2 separate regions of the Hordeum vulgare genome follow, and region 2 is linked to region 1. The links are chromatin contacts, called in public Hi-C maps. All regions are on one chromosome and are shown on one strand. The core of a region is the stretch at or near the end of the contact, and the rest is flanking DNA. Distances in the headings are between cores, read along the strand shown.

Region 1 (5,251 bases), core at 1,503-4,002:
TACAAATAACTAGAGCTGATGCCACTGCTATCTGTTCGATTTCCGACTTCGACGGCGGCAGTCAAAGCACTCCGAGCATGGATAGTAGGCCTTCACTCCACTTGTTCGATCCAGTTGTAATTTAGTTGGTGAAATCTTAAGCTCCTCTATGAGCACCTGACGCAGCTTTTCATTCTCGTCTCGTAACTCTTCGATAACTCTTTGGTGCTTCAGCACCTGGATAAGAAAGAAATGCAGAACTAGTTAGTAGTGAGCTATGAAATGAAAAACGAACATTTGCAAACCATTCCGTACAAGAATACGATTTGCAACAATAATCACCCTGGCAATTCTACTACTGTCAATTCAGACGTGAGTAATATTTTACTCGTTAGATAGGTTAGAGACACATCATTTTAAGGCCACACTGGGTGTAAAACACATCTGGCAGAAAGGACAAGGATAGAACTACCGAGCCTTAGAGTAAAATCAAGAAGTATGCATGAGAAGCATTAGAACTCACCAACTGAAGTACATTATCCGTCCCATGCAAATTTACAGACTGTAAAAATAATAAGCAAAAAGAGTGTCATAATGTGTACAAGCAAAATTGAGCAGTAGAAGACATAGCAACATATGTATCAATATGTATAGTCCCTCCGTCCCAAAGTAAGTGACTCAACTTCGTACTAAGTACGAAGTTGAGTCACTTATTTTGGGACGGAGGGAATACATGTTAGAGAGAACATAGAGGTGAGATTTTAGTGCATACCGCATCCCTGATGTCCGTTTTTGTATCGTTCTGGAACAGGGGACTCTGCAGAAAGTTGGCAATGACCTTTTCAGTTCGATTTCCTGTTATCATCTCTTGCTGCATTCCATTCTGGCCACGCAACTCATGAGTCGGCTGTACTTGTGATATTTCGTTGCTTAAAGTGTGGTGGAAATTGCTTTTGAATGCCTTAGCTTCTAGATCCATGGACATACCACTGGGGGTTTGTCCACTGGTAGGCAACGAACCAGATATAAGATCTGATGTAGCTGTCTCCCCAGGGGAATCCCTCAGCTTTGAAGTTAACTTGGACAAAAGTTCCTAAAAAATAGTTCCGTTAATGTTCGTACAACAAGGGAAACAAAAAAGAAATCGAGACATATTAGAGTTATAAGGTCTGTACTGCAATCGATGATTGAATTCCATGAATTGCTCGTGGTTTCAAGGCAATTCCTGAAAATTAAAGAGATACTTAATTGATTTAGCTTCAAGACCACGGCAAACAAGATAACATGCTTGTGCAGAAAGGCAGTTCACAATGCAACATTTAACGGTTCTAAACTATACGTTTACGGTGTATATGATGTATGTAAAGGAACACGGTAAGAATCATAAGTTGTAGTAAAACGAAAAGATTGAGCAGGAAGCACTGCAGGAATTTAAGAAATTGCCCATGCGCACTACTTAAAGAGAGTTCTAGTTTCATAGATATGAAAGGTTCTATCAAGATGAATGTTGATCTTTGAAGCAAATGTTCACATGCGCTGAAAACTCCACACAACAGTGAACAAAAATGGGAAAACATTAAAGAACAATAGAAGTATCGGTGCATCATAGTGTCATCCTAACCTTAGATTCTTAGTCTGATTTCTATGCAGGCAACTAGACACACTATTATGTGGCCACCAAGAGAAGAATGAATATACTGAACGTGCAAGAGATTAAAGATGCTTTCATTTAGAGAGATACTATAATTGGAAATAATCACGACCAGTCTTTCTAGGACAACATCAACAGAAAGGCTAAATAAATGGAACAGCTGCAATGTGTACCTATTCCAAAACCATGTCCTATACCAACTCCACATCCAATGCCCGCTTCAATATTCTTTAACCCTGCTTTCTTTAGCTAGAGCACGAACGCAAGAAAAGAAAACACAAAATCAGATCTAGAGAAACACTAAATGCAAAATCAGTTTAGTCATGCATATGCTCATGGGAGAGTGACTTACAGCAGAATTAACATGTCTTGTGACACCAGAAAAAGAATCGGTTGCACCTCTTGTGGCACTCATAACTTGCTGAAGGCCCGGTATCATACCTGACCAGCAGAACAAGAGACATTTTCTTAAACAACAACCACTCACTGAAATTTAGTCAATTTCTTCTTAGTCGGAGCACAGTCATTACAGATGCGCACGGTGCCACTGTCAGCAAGCTTGAACTAAGTAGCTGACACTACTTCCCTGTGCTTCCCTATCTTCAAATTTCGATCTTCATCTGGTGTATGCCTTAAACGCTTTAAATTAAAATACAATCCTGCACGGTTACAACTACACACGGCACCAACTGTTCGGCAGGGTGCCCCGTTTCATCACCCGCCTCAGCTGTTCGACAAAATGCCGAACCCGCCGACTCGTGACGGACTCGATCGATGTCCATCCTGATTATCCTAAGAACAGAAGGAACAGCAGCGAGTGGAAGGTTTGCTTCTATTACCTAGGTAGATTGGGCGGCCGACGCCAATTCCGACGCCGCAGCCGACGCCGGCGCCGGTGAAGACCTGAAGAACCTTCACGCTGAAGGGGTTCTCCATCTGGAAAGCGGGTGCGGGCGGAAGCCTCCGTTCCCGCCGACTTGCCATCGGGGTCGACCACCGTCGACAGGAGGGGGAGGGGGCTGGTCGCCGACAACTACCTTTCAAGCTGCGTCGTCGCCGTCAGCTATTGCAATGGAGAAACACAGGAGTGAGGTAACAGCGGTGGCTGGCCGTCAAGGAGTTGGGCCTACTCGTTGAACGCACGGTGGCTGGGCTAAACTGAAGAAGGAGCCTGTTATTGTACGAATCCGCCGCACGGGCCATGTGCGAGCAAGCCCCCATCACCCCTTGGAAGCCCCAAACCTCCAACATCACACTTTTCTTCGTTTTTGAACCTTTGTCTTTTTTAGAACCGTTCGAAATAAGGAAAAATATAGGAAGTTCTTTTAGGGGACAAAATATATAGGAAGTTTAGATGGTAGGATCCACATACAAAAATATATTTGAAACTAAGGAGTTGATATCTTACATTCCTTTGAAATTTATGTGGTTTGGGATGTTTCATACTCCTTCCGTTTCAGAATATAAGGTGTATTAGTTTTTTTTCTTCAAAAATTAAACATTTGCATGTTTGACCAATTTTTAGAAAAAATATATCAAAATCTACAGTATGGAATTTGTATCATTACGTACATTATAGAAAGTATTTTTTGTATCTTATTTATTTTGTATTATAGATGTCGATATTTTATTTCATAATCTTGATCAAACATACACGAGTTTCATTTGCATGAAATTCGATACCTTTATATTCTGGAACGAAGGGAACATAAAATTTGGAAGAGAACTAACATTAGGTCCTACCTCATATTTTCCTTTATTCGTGTCTACAATTCCTTTGTTTTGCCTGCACGACATCCAAATGATAGTTTTGTATTTTTTTTCTAATAAATTCAAGATAGACAACATCCTAATTCATTCCAAAAAAAATGTTCCTGCATTTCAAGGTCCTATGTTTCAAACGGGACCCTAAGACTTCTTAGTGCTCATAGTAGCGTTTTGGTACCTGAACACATATGTCCTACTATCTATCCCATTGGGTACTGCTCTGCAATATGTGTGTGTGGGGGTGTTTTATGAGCTAGTCTGAATAATATTATAATATGTACTTCCTTCATTCAAATATATAGGGATCAATAATTTTTTTAAGTTGCCTTTGAACATTGATAATATTAATGAAATACGAGATGCATGATATAAAAATATATCATTACAAACTCTTTTCACATGCGGATTCAACGGTATGTTATTTTTATCAAAATTCTCTCTATTATTAGCTTGTAACCAGGGTGCATCATTTAGTAGCAGAAGAATGAGCTCAAAGGGAGCTAACTCATGGACAACAACATTATGCTCTCTAAAACAATGCTGAAAATAAACTAGAGGGAATTCATATGCTAAATGGTAGTTGTCAATGAAGATTGCTAGCTCCCTCCCTCCTTCATTATCTCAACAACTTATGCACGGTCGGAGTTGATAACTAATTTGTTGCAACTCATTGTCCATGCCAAATAAAGACCAAAGTGAAGCACCACAACTTTAGTTGTTAAACACCGACACATATATCAATCATGTTGTTCCATCCTCCCGACCTCAATATTGCTTCCACACACAACACAACTACATAGTTTGCAGTTAGAGCATGTACAAATATGACTATATCACTTGCATCATGCGTCTTTTCACCATGAATGGACTTGCACCTCTCCCACAAGATACACCATGATCCAGCTACTATTAGATCATGTATATCATGTTGTCAGAGTAAGAAGAAGTGTTGTTCTGGGAGTTGCATAAGAAAATCTAGGACTGAGGATTCACCTCGTAGATCATTTCTCCAGGCCTAGTTCGGATGGCAATAGTTGTACTTTTGAAAGACCGATGTATTTTTTATTATGTTTGAGATGCTCTGTACTTTTGATGAAATTTTATAATAGATTTGATGATTTTCATAAAAAAAAGAGAACTTCTGCAGACCTGGTGAATAGAATATTGAAACCCCAGCCTTTCCCAGACCTCCACTGCCGTGCTGCAATGAAACAAAAAATGGTGGACGTCATACTCCCTCTTTGACAACACAAGCACCCTGGTGACAGTTTGATATGCCTGTTGAGAAGATTCACATGACATGAAAGAGTTCCATGCAAAGTGCGCCACATAAAAAAAGCTCACCTTACCTGGGCACTTTAGGCTTCATATTATATCCTGTTAGAGCATATATATCCATATGTGGTTTTGGTAATTGATGACAATTCCTATGGACTAATGGTTGCCTTAAGTTATATTTATAGGATTTGTCCATAAGCACTTCTTGAAGTCCATCTGTTGGGTTCAAGGAGTTTATATGATGACCAATATGGTATTCAAGGTATTATCCAAAGAATGGTCATAGAGACACAAGGTTGATCAAGATCTCAGACAAAGAGTAAATCAAGATGATCAACACACAAAGCGTACAAGATGTACCGAGAGGGATCAAGTGATCCCATGGTATGGTAAGCATTGTCCATTACGTGTTTGTGTACTAACCCATGGTCTTTGTGAGAGTTCTATGTGGGGGTTAGGTGTGCTTCCATGGGCTTGCGTCAAAAGGAAGATCTCATACAACCCATGAAGGATGACGTCAAGTGGTGATCGTCATCAAGATTGCGGTGTGCAAGTTCAAGTGGATCAGCACGGATA
Region 2 (4,971 bases), core at 1,614-4,113, 300 kb after region 1:
TACATAGTGATTACATCGTATAGATCAAAGCGAAGATGCGATGGACATGGTATTGAAGATCATAAGAGAGAGATTGACATCTAGGTACTGCCTACGGACCCGTAAGTCTGTGGTGAACTACTCACACATCAGGGTGAGGGCAGTAAGGTTGATGTAGAGGCCCTCCGTGATTGATCTCCCCTTCGGCAGATCGTCGGAACGGAGGTTTAGATGGCCTCCTGTCCGAACACAAACTTGTGGCGGCGGAAAAAGTGTTTCGGGAGCGCTCTCAGGGTTTTCGGAATATTTGTGAATTTATAGGCCAAATAGGGACGTCGGGAGGCATCCAGGGGGGCCACAAGCCATAAGGGCGCAGCCAAGCCCTAGTTACATGATATAATCTGAATTATGGCAAGGATTGGAATTATGGCTTTCATGAGGCTGTTACCTCAAACGCTGCCCCAGTTTTGTAGGTACTTCCACATCACATCTTCGATCTGAATTTGGGTAAGCCTATGTTATATGGTAAATGTCCCATCATTATAATGGAATGAGTATCTATTGATATGGCACATTGGGGATTACTATTGATTGATGAGAAAATACTCTAGAATTATAGAAGAGAACTAACAATGAAATAACAAACTGAAGATTAAGTATGATGTCCTCTAAAATCTGATGATTGTGGTAGATTGGACGAAAGAATATTAACCATCTGCTTCTTCTGCTACTATTGGTGTGCTATAAGGAGAGGATCAGCACCCACACAAATCATTGGTTTGGTACTCTCTTATGTTCTCATGGGAAACTAATCAACCAAATTATTGTATGCTATTGTCTTTTGCCCTATCCCCACATTGTTGAACCATTATTTGTACTTCTGTACCGACCGATGTATTCTTTCTATGTATCAACCAAACCCTGACTACATAAGTAATGCATTCAGGTGCATTTGACTCTGGTCTCTTCATGAGGAAATTACATTTATCAAGTTTGGTTTTCCCAGCAGCTAAGCACGGTAGTGATGTGTGTGACCATTGGTGGATTGGTGAGAGATAAAAAAAATCTATAGGACATCAATATCATAAATTGAAAGTGCAAGATGCTACTTTCTTGTTGCGTACCACAAGACAATTGCTATGGCAACGACAATGTAAACAATACCCAGTTTGTTTTTTAGATTCACACAGGTCCGCCTTTTTGAAGATAAATAATATAAATCGAGTTGTAACATAGTGTTGTGCAAAACATAATCATAGTTTGAGTTTCTAACTATTTATACCAAAAAATTGGCCAATGTTTACACTCCAGGCACTATAGCAAACCATAGTTAGTTTTTTTGCTACTTTTGGACTACTAGGCTAATTGTCTGTTCATCTATGTAGTACTATAGATCAGTTTTAACATGCAACACACCAAAAAAATTCACTAAACTGGCCATGCAGCGGACTCTTCCTCCCCTACCCCTCCCCCTCTCCTCCCCTTCTCTTCCCCTTGAGAGTCGCTCCGCAGGCAGGCCCGGCTCGGGCCCCTCTCCTGTCCGACGACGCTGCCGGCCGAATATGGAAAGGGAGAAGAGCTTGGGTTGCTCCTATACAGAGTAGTTCTTTGGTCGTTTTTAGGACCGGCGTTATTCCATGGGGAGCTCGCGTCTGGTGCAAGCGAGCTGCATCAAGTGGCTGGTGACGGTGAGGCTCGGGTTCGCGGTGCTCCGGTGGTCGAACCCAGAGGCGGAAGGAGTTCTTGCCCACGTTCCTCCTCCAATAAGCTCGTTGTATCCTCAAATCTGGTGCTTTGTCTCGTCCTTCCTTGCTTCACTTTGAGCCACCATGGAGGTGGACATGAAGAAGAGGGAGGGATGGGTCGGAGCGACCGATTCATCTATGTGAGTTCTTGGAGCCCAATATTTGCAGCATTTGGCACGGGGGTTTGGTGCAGATCTGAGCCCCCTAAGGATTTCATCATTGTGCTGCTGTGTCTTATGGTCGAAGGGCGACCTCTCGGAGTTCCGACGATGAAGACCGGCTCCATGATTTCCTCTCGGCCGTTGAGCCAAAAGGGAGGCAGCTTTTCCGGTGCTTCGTCGTGGTACTTTCTTTGTCTACCTCCAATGATTTGCTGGAGGTGTTGTAGCCATTCCTCCGCCCCAAGTGGTCTCGTTCCCCGGCGGCGGTGGGATCGGGCCAGGTTCGAAGCCGGCGACAAGGACTCGATGGCGTTTCAGTTTTGTCTTCTGGGGTCCTCTTTGCAAAATGTTTAGACTATGTTGTAACTTTCTTTTTCTGTTGAGCCCTCATGTAAAATGTTGCATGGTCATCTAATATAAGTTTGGGTCCTTCGGGACCCTTGTTCTGTTCAAAAAAAAAACCTGGCCATGCAGAATACTCACCATTCAATATGACCATTTTTCTCGAGGGATAGGCAAGGCAAGACATGCAGCCTATCATTTTCTTGTACGAACTACTCCCTCCGTTTCTAAATATAAGTCTTTTAAGAAATTCTACTAGGAGTCTATATACGGAGCAAAATAAATGAATCTACACTCTAAAATATGTCTATATACATCCGTATGTAGTCTATCAGTGTAATATCTAGAAAGACTTATATTTAGGAACGAAGATAGTACTTTGCAATGAATCATATTATGGATCGACTTACCAAACCGTGTCACGCCGCGCATTAACCGCTGGTAGGACAAGTGCTGGTTCAAAACTATGGAGCAGGCGTGTAAAAAGAAACTATGGAGCAGGCGTGTCAAAAAGAAAAAGAAAAACTATGGAGCAGGAAAAGATTACTATCGTGCGTATGCGTAGTGTGTACTGCTACACCACGCGCACTTCCGGCTTTACGTCTCCACCCTCCGAACGAATTCAAATCCCAAACACGAACCCCTCAAAAGCCTCTAGGAAAATCGACCTTCCAACGCAGCCCCCACCCCCACCCCCACCTCGCCTGAGCAGTACGCCGGCGACCGACAGGCCTTCAGCCCCCCCTCTCCCCTCCACTCCCGCAACGACCAGGGAGGAGGCGCCGAGCGAGTAGGGGGGATGGAGTTCACGGAGGCGTACAAGCAGACGGGCCCGTGCTGCTTCTCTCCCGACGCCCGCTTACTCGCCGTCGCCGTCGACTACCGCCTCGTGATCCGCGACGTCGTCACCCTCAAGGTATACACGCCACCATTTACCTGGCCTGTTTTCTCCCCCGTAGAATTGGATTGCGGGTCTGGGGTTCATCCTTTTGGAGTGGTTGCTGGCGAATCTGGGATTTGGGTAGGGGTTCGTGTCAACCGGCGTGCTTCAGATTTGGGCGCCTTGGTGCGTGGAATGCGCCCAATTTTGACTGATCCGCGGCTTCCTACACATGTCTCATAGTTTATTTTTTCTATATATATCCGTGCTGTTGTCAGCCATCGACGAATCGTGAATGGCAGGACCTCTAAATGAAGCCCGAAATTTGAGGAAATACGCAGCAGTCCTCGCGAAGTAAAAATATAGTATAATCGAGGTACTGTATATGGATGTCCAGTAGCGAACTCATTGAAAGTCCTAGGTAATACAGGAACTAATCACGTACTCCTCAATGTTCGCTGGTTCGCCTGTCATAAGCTGCAACGGCGTCTCTAATACGGGCCCAGTCAGACGGACCAGGCCTTTCCTGAAATCAGATCAACCTGCCGTAGCATATGAATCGAACATACCACTTTAAAATTGTGTCTAAACCCTCGCTTTAGCAAACATTTGGGTCTTCTAGGTCTGTACTTGCTATAACTGAGTAATGCGATTCGACCTGATTGCTACTTGTCTTGCTGTGGTCATGAATGGTTCAACATTTATTTTTGCGGGGGGGGGGGGGGGGTCAACATTGGCTTGTGTCTCCTAAAATATCTGAAGCACAAGACTCCGCATTATTTAAGGGGTCAATTTGGGGCTATGCATTTCATACTGGTTGGACCCGAGAAATCGTGGTACCAAGTGGTATGAGAGTGGATAATACGGGGTTTTGTTTTCCATGTGCAGGTTTAGTTGGGTGCATCTGGTCTGCACATATGAATTCTAGCTGCTGTATTAGCTTAGGATGCACCTTTTTATTTGTGTTATCATTATTGTTTGTCTAATGTATTCTATAACCTATAGATTACTCTTTACCATCTTTTGGATTTATGGACATTCCATGAGTTCTTCACGTTTCATATCTTTTATGTGAATGCGGCATTACTGTTTTATCATTTCAACTTTGAAGAATGGTTATGTATGTATAATACCTTGCATGTTGCATCCATCACCCAAGAAAATGTATAATTCCTTACAACTTTCTAATTTACTGCACGCATGCCCATAAGAGTTGCATGAATTTTAAGTTTACGTGATCTCCTTGTCATTATAAGAATGTTAGTAACATCTAGACACTAAAAATTGTCAACACATGTTTTAACTTGTTTGTGCAGGTGGTGCAGTTGTTTTCGTGTGTGGACAAGATAAACTTTTTGGAGTGGGCACCGGATTCAGAATACATTCTATGTGGACTTTACAAGCGGCCAATGGTGCAGGCTTGGTCACTTAGCCAGCCTGACTGGACCTGTAAGATTGATGAAGGATCTGCAGGGATTGCTTATGCTCGCTGGAGTCCTGACAGTCGGCATATACTCACTACATCAGAGTTCCAACTTCGTTTGACTGTATGGTCTCTTGTAAATACTGCCTGTGTTCATGTACAGTGGCCAAAGCATGCAGCAAGAGGTGTTTCTTTCACTAAGGATGGCAAGTTTGCTGCGATCTGCACCAGGCGGGACTGCAAAGATTACGTAAATTTGCTGTCATGTCATTCCTGGGAGATAATGGGTGTATTCGCTGTTGACACACTAGACTTAGCAGGCGTGGAGTGGTCGCCTGATGACAGTGCTATTGTGGCCTGGGATTCACTTCTTGAATACAAGGTGCGTGTGCTGTCTCTTCAGAAACTTCCTGGCGTTTTATGTGTTGTGGCTTGTGACTG

Evidence for each region. A called contact is a pair of places that touch in the nucleus more often than the background predicts.
Region 2: a contact with region 1 is called in a Hi-C map of seedling, with 5 times the contacts expected there. The contact joins the promoter of LOC123439245 here to the promoter of LOC123411651 in region 1. A contact is called at or near these places in 1 of 6 Hi-C or Micro-C datasets (seedling) and 1 of 1 datasets of contacts at active chromatin or transcription factors (embryo).

The regions. Positions count from the first base shown.
Region 1 is chr1H:383,595,863-383,601,113 of MorexV3_pseudomolecules_assembly, forward strand. LOC123411651 reads right to left here and starts at 2,753. Exons shown (of 7, transcript XM_045104616.1): 1 at 2,470-2,753; 2 at 1,983-2,071; 3 at 1,804-1,879; 4 at 1,155-1,204; 5 at 752-1,072; 6 at 503-541; 7 at 1-216. The coding sequence starts at 2,614. The coding sequence ends at 28.
Region 2 is chr1H:383,893,152-383,898,122 of MorexV3_pseudomolecules_assembly, forward strand. LOC123439245 (WD repeat-containing protein WRAP73) reads left to right here and starts at 2,864. Exons shown (of 6, transcript XM_045115985.1): 1 at 2,864-3,143; 2 at 4,424-4,912. The coding sequence starts at 3,027.